Regions from separate parts of the Mus musculus genome. Here region 2 is linked to region 1. The links are chromatin contacts, called in public Hi-C maps. All regions are on one chromosome and are shown on one strand. The core of a region is the stretch at or near the end of the contact, and the rest is flanking DNA. Distances in the headings are between cores, read along the strand shown.

What was found. Hi-C and Micro-C count contacts between places; a contact is called where the count stands out from the background.
Region 2: a Hi-C map of the G1E-ER4 cell line shows a contact between it and region 1, with 1.6 times the contacts expected there. The contact joins two enhancer-like sites. A contact is called at or near these places in 1 of 39 promoter capture datasets (hippocampal neurons), 8 of 484 Hi-C or Micro-C datasets (the C2C12 cell line, the G1E-ER4 cell line, the N1E-115 cell line and 4 more) and 1 of 115 datasets of contacts at active chromatin or transcription factors (embryonic stem cells).

The regions. Positions count from the first base shown.
Region 1 is chr13:104,539,291-104,542,290 of GRCm38.p6, forward strand. No RefSeq gene overlaps it. Among named protein-coding and RNA genes, the nearest start is that of Adamts6, 250 kb to the left of the region's middle. Within about 2 kb of position 1,616, at least 55 of the 459 cell types and tissues checked have an H3K27ac peak or open chromatin away from gene starts, as enhancers often do. A contact at or near this core is called in the G1E-ER4 cell line, where this site is marked.
Region 2 is chr13:104,778,409-104,781,408 of GRCm38.p6, forward strand. All of the region lies in intron 10 of Cwc27 (CWC27 spliceosome-associated protein), which reads right to left. Among named protein-coding and RNA genes, the nearest start is that of Cwc27, 37 kb to the right of the region's middle. Within about 2 kb of position 1,418, at least 6 of the 459 cell types and tissues checked have an H3K27ac peak or open chromatin away from gene starts, as enhancers often do. A contact at or near this core is called in the G1E-ER4 cell line, where this site is marked.

The DNA of each region.
Region 1 (3,000 bases), core at 366-2,865:
TATTATGGCCCCAAAAACCTGGTCTATGTTGGAAGTTCAAAGAAGCTGGTTCTAATATCAGTTAAAGATACAAGGTCTTAGTTAGGGTTTTACCTCTAGAAACAGATACCATGACCAAGGCAACTCTTATAAAGGACATCATTTAATTGGGGCTGGCTTACAGGTTCAGAGGTTTAGTCCATTATCATCAAGGAGGGAGCATGGCAGTGTTTGGGTAGGCATGATACAGGAGAGGCTGAGAGTTCTACATCTTCATCTGAGGGCTGCTTGTAGAATACTCACTTCCAGGCAGTTAGGATGAAGATCTTAAAGCCCATGCCCACAGTGACACACCTACTCCAACAAGGCCATACTTCCAAATAGTGCCACTCCCGGGGCCAAGCATATTAAACCCATGACAAGCAATGACAGCAAACGGTGGATGAATTTGCCAGCACGTGGGAAGACACGCAGAGAAAAAGCAAACTTTCTATTTTCCTTCTCCCCTTTGTCTGGATTGCCACTGAAAAGCGCAGTGCATGCCACCAACACTTACAGTGGGTAGACCTACGTCAAGTAATCTGATAGACAAAATCCCTTCACAGGGGGGCTGGAGAGATGGCTCAGCGGTTAAGAGCACTGACTGCTCTTCCAAAGGTCCTGAGTTCAAATCCCAGCAACCACATGGTGGCTCACAACCATCTGTAATCTGATCTGATGTCCTCTTCTGGTGTGTCTGAAGACAGCTACATTGTACTTACGTATAATAAATAAATAAATCTTTTTTTTTTAAAAAAAGAGAAAACCAAACTAAAAGCTAATAAAATATTTTTTAAAAAAATCCCTTCACAGGAGTGTCCTGTGGCTTGCCTTTCGATTGACTCCAGAGCCAATCAAGTTGACAACCCATTATACTAGCTATTAATCTTAATAGTGTGTGATGGATAGAGCATACCGAAATTAGGAAGAGACAAAGCGCTTGGAGAGGCCCAAAGGGGAAGATTTTGAAAAAGTGGGTAAGATTTAACAGCTCGGGAGTAGGGCAAGGCAAAGAGATACAGCTTAGGGATTTCATGCACAAAGGAGGGACTATTCCAGAGTATTAAGGAGACAAGCCTTGCTAGATCACTATAGAAGGCAACCGTGCAACAGAGTAACACTTCAAATGCTATGTTAAAACAAGTAATAATTAACGTCAGTGAACAGGGAGCCTTTCCTGCTGAGACTCTAAAAAACAAAATCATTGTCTAGTTTTACCAATTTTTCCTTCAAGGCGTCTGGTCTCTTTGAGATCTGTCTCTGCTATCTAAGGTCTACCCTGTAATACTGTGTTTCTATTTGTTTTTTGTTGTTGTTGTTGTTTTTTAAGAAACAAAGTGTTAGTTATGACCCTGCACTTGTGGCGTCTGGCTCTGTTAGGAAGCTGCCTGCAACAGGTAGTTGTTTTCTTTGCTTCCGTCCCATTACTTCCAGTAACATCCTTCAGGGACCCTGTGAAACAATTCCCCTTCTCCTGATGTTTATAATCTGAGGGTGCTTATGGAGTTTCAACATTCCCTCTGCTTTGAGCCCAGCCAAGGTATACATGCTTAATACCTTTAATCTCTCCCCCTAAGTCACTCCCTCTGGTCCCTTAATCATCTTAATTGCTCTTCTCTGAAACACAGCCAGCTCATTATGTTCATCTTCCTTGGGAGGCAATGAGGAACATAGTATTCCCCTTGTGGTCTCCCAGGGCTCATATATTACCTCCCAGTTTCATCATCCAGGGCCGGACATGTGCAGCCACACCCCTCCGCTGTCCCCACCCACCCACACAGTGCACCCCGGCCCCCTGTAAATCCCGTATTTCACCAGGTTATCTCTGTATTTCCAGGTGGCCTGCTCCAAAACTTGGAAAGCATGTTGGCTACAGACAGATCGCATCCTGGGGTGGGGAGGAAGGGGAGGGGTGTCTCTTACTGGAGAAGGTGGCCCAGGACCAGGCCGAGTATCTGGAAAACTGCAACTAAGCTTGTGTAAGACAACCTTGAAAGGGGAGAGGCTGCAGTCTGCCCACAGAATTAGGCTGCAGCCTGCCGTGAGTGCTATGGCCTGCTGGGCTGTGAGAGCCTACAGAAAGAGGCAACGCCAGGGGTACAGCTCTGCTCTTTATGTCTCCTCTCTATCTTCTCCTACCTAAGTGTATTCATAGCCCTTGGCTGTTACTGTGTAGCTTTATGAGGAGAAATGCAAAGTGAACCAGATTACAAAGATCCTGTTTCAAGATCTGTTATCACCCTGTGGATAGAAACCTCCAGAAGCCCGAGCCTTTTGGAAGCAGTGGTCTTGTTTCTTAAAGCTTTGAACACACACACACACACACACACACACACACACACGCACGCACGCACGCACGCACGCACGCACGCACGCACGCACGCACGCACACACACGCACGCACACGCACACGCACGCGCGCGAACACACAACTTTGCTACTCTAAGGCCCTGAAGTTAAAAGTTAAACTGACTTTGAGGAACCCAGATGTTTGGGTCGCAGAAGGTTGGCATGGGGACACACCTGGGGCTTCCTTGAGCGTCTGGAAGAAAATAGAAAAAGAAGAGGTGGCTCACAACCATCCCCTAACTCAAGCCGCAGGGGATCCAATGTCGAGTTCTGACCTCTGAGCACATAGGGCCCATACATACACGCAGGCAAAACACTCATACACAGAAAACATAAATAGATCTAAATAACTTTTTAAAAAAGAGTTTTAAAGAAATTCCAGGAGGATGTTCCCATTGTGAAGAGCAGAGTTGATAAGAGGTAGCGGGTCTTTGGTCCAGAGACCTGCAAAGGAGGAAGCAGAGAGGGTGTGGGACGGGGCTCGTGCCTGCTGCCCTGGAACGTTCTAAGGCCAGGGGCTTCGTTCCACTTTTTATTGAAACCTTGAAAGGCCTTAGCCGGAGTGCCTGGTGGAGGCAAGACCACAGGGCTGGCAAATCCTGCTGCCAGCCTTCTTAAGGACTCTGCTCTGGG
Region 2 (3,000 bases), core at 168-2,667, 240 kb after region 1:
GTGGGACCACAGAATGGCTATGAGCAACAGTAGCCATTAATCCAGTACATAGGCTCAACTTGTCTCTTCACTCTAGGAGCTGGGTCCATCTCTTTAACACCCTTGGTATTATATACTTTCAGTATATACAGTCCCTTCAATACTATTCAGTGATCTGCTCTGTAATTATAACCGAGAGAATTGGACTGTAGGGAATCAAAGGCCATCTAAATTTATCAATACAAGTCATCAGTGCCATCAGGTTTTCAAAGTAGTTTTCTATGTATTTTTTATTTGACTAAAACTAAAACCCTACTGAGGCAAGAAGAGAAGAAACTAATCTTACCTAAAGATAAAGACATAATCTAAAAAAATACTGATTTACTCTGATCTTATTTACAGTTAACAACCCTGGGATCTTCACAGGATCACAGTTGCTCCTAAACTGAATATCTCACCATTCAACTGATATTTAAGATAGAACTAGAAAGAAATCATCTAGTCATCTAGTCATTAGATTTATACTTGTCCTTGAGGCCACACTACCCCATTCACTAATGTGCTCTGTTACTGAGTTTCAAATTATAGAAATAAAAAGTAGCATAACATAGTAATTTTAATCAAACTTTTCTATTTATATTACTCCTACTCAAAAATCCAATATTCTTCCAACTTTGAATGTTTCAAATTTATTTATTCAATTTGAAGAAGTTTGATCTACATTTCTTCTACTAACATTGATGAATATAGAAATGAAGTTAAGTAGGTTATATTTCTACTTGACTACCCTAAAATTCCCCCTGTGACCTAGTCCCAGTCTATCTTGCCAGCTTCATTTCCAACTGCATCCACTCTGTTAGTCACAACAGATTATTCCTCAAGAACACTCTGTACTTTTCTTGGTTTCCTCTGTTAAAAAATTTCCTTTCCCACCCACTTCCTTTTATTCAAACCTTACATCTTCTTCAAGGACCAGGATTAATCATGCAGACTTCCTGATCTATAAAATTAAAATTAATCTCACCCTCCCACATGAAGCTACTGGGTTCTGAAGTCCTGTTTCACCCAGAGTTCACTGTGCTTAGATGGCTATCTCTTAGGTTCAGCTGGGCACTTTTTTGTGGGCGAGGGTAGTATCTTTGTATCTACCACATGACAGTGGGTGGGGGGAGGGGAGCATATTAAATGTAAAGTACATGGCAACAAGGTGCTGCCTTAGCACAGGTTTTCATCAAACATGATGAATGAACATGACATGACATACATGTCACCTTAGCCTCTCAGCTCCCTCCTATTACAAGGGATCTTTCTAAAAAACAAACTTAATTGTGTCAATTTTCAATTTAATCTTGAAGTTCTCTGCCATCTAATGGACGGAGCTCAGGTTCCAAGCATAGAATTGAAGGCAGGCCCATCATGACCTGCACTACTATACTTCTCTAACACTTTCTACTGAAGACACGTGTATTCATGTACACAAAGTTCTTCAGTTATCACGGTATCAAATTCTCCCCTATGCACTTATTATCTGCATCCTGCATACCCAATTCCAACATCCCACCTGGTAAACTATATCCAGGTGAAATATAACATGGTAGTTAAGCTCCTCTAGTTCAGGTGTAATAATATACAAAAGAATCCTATCTCTAACCAGATGGAAATGCCGCAATCAGTAAAGCATGGTGAAAATCAGATGGATTGCCATTGAGCAGGAAGTGCTATGTGGAGGCCCAGAAACCACTGTCAGGAAAATAGAAATCTTCCACCGTTACAAAAGGACAAGTCAAGTCTTCAGTACTTACACTAATCTACAGCAATTTCAGTAAAGATCTACACGTTATAAATTATCCAACATCCTAGAATATTAGTTAAAACTTTTGTTTTGAAAAAAGCAGACAATTTTTCAAATGCAAATATGCCCTCTATGTTGCTTTTATTTAAAAAAAAAAAACTGTTTTTTTAAACACTGTTTCTGAAAAAATCTTCCACCGTTACAAAAGGACCCTTAGATTAATGAGTTTTATTCCTTTTGCAGTGTGCAGATGGAATCCAGGGCACAATATAAGTGTTCTCTCATGGAGCTACATCCTCAGCCCATTCAAAAAACTCTTTTGGGGACAAGATTTCACTGGTGGCCCCAGGTTGGCCATGAAACCACTCTGCAGCCCAGACAGGCTGGACTTGGGATACTCATGCCTTGGCCTCAAGAGCAGCTAGTATATGCAGGTGCCAGTACTCCTAACTTAGAAGTAGTTTAGCAAGAGATTTGGAATGACCTGCATCCCGTGAATTTATGTTATTTAAATATCATTTCCTATTACAGCCATATGTACATGCTGAACAGCTTAGCTACCCTTAGGCTGTGTTATACTTGTGCAGGCTCATGTCCTTTAGTGGATGTTTTGTTCTTTGGCCCCACTGATAACTGTTATAGTCAACTGGTACACCATAGAAATAAAACTAAGGAGGCAAAAGAGGGGCATTTTCTCTTGGTCTCTTCAGGAGGCCAGTGTCTTCTATCAACCCCTGAGTTACACTACTAGAAAAGACTGAATAATCAGCATCCCACGCTGCTTTTAACATTATTTACCATATTCACCCATGCTTCCAATAATTCAGAATAGTTAAACAACAAGCATAGTTTCATTACTAATTAGCTACTGAAAACACTGAGTAAAGACCTTTATCCATCTGGTAAAATGGAAGCATATTTTATTCCAAAAGTCTTATCATAATATATAGCACAGGCAAACAACCAAACAAAAAAGGAAAGAAAGAAAGGAAAGAAACAACATTACTTTTAAAACTTCACTGGAACATTAATAAACTCTACCTATGAATATAACAATGAAGATAAGACCAAGTAAGTAAGGCTGATGCATAAAATGTTTTCTTAGTCTTCAAATCCTAGGCCATTCTCTAGTACGAAGGAGATGGAAGCCCCACCATACATCACAGTAAATATACTTTCACAGATCTGCTACTGACATTTCTGTAGGTAAGAAGGCAAGTACATACAAA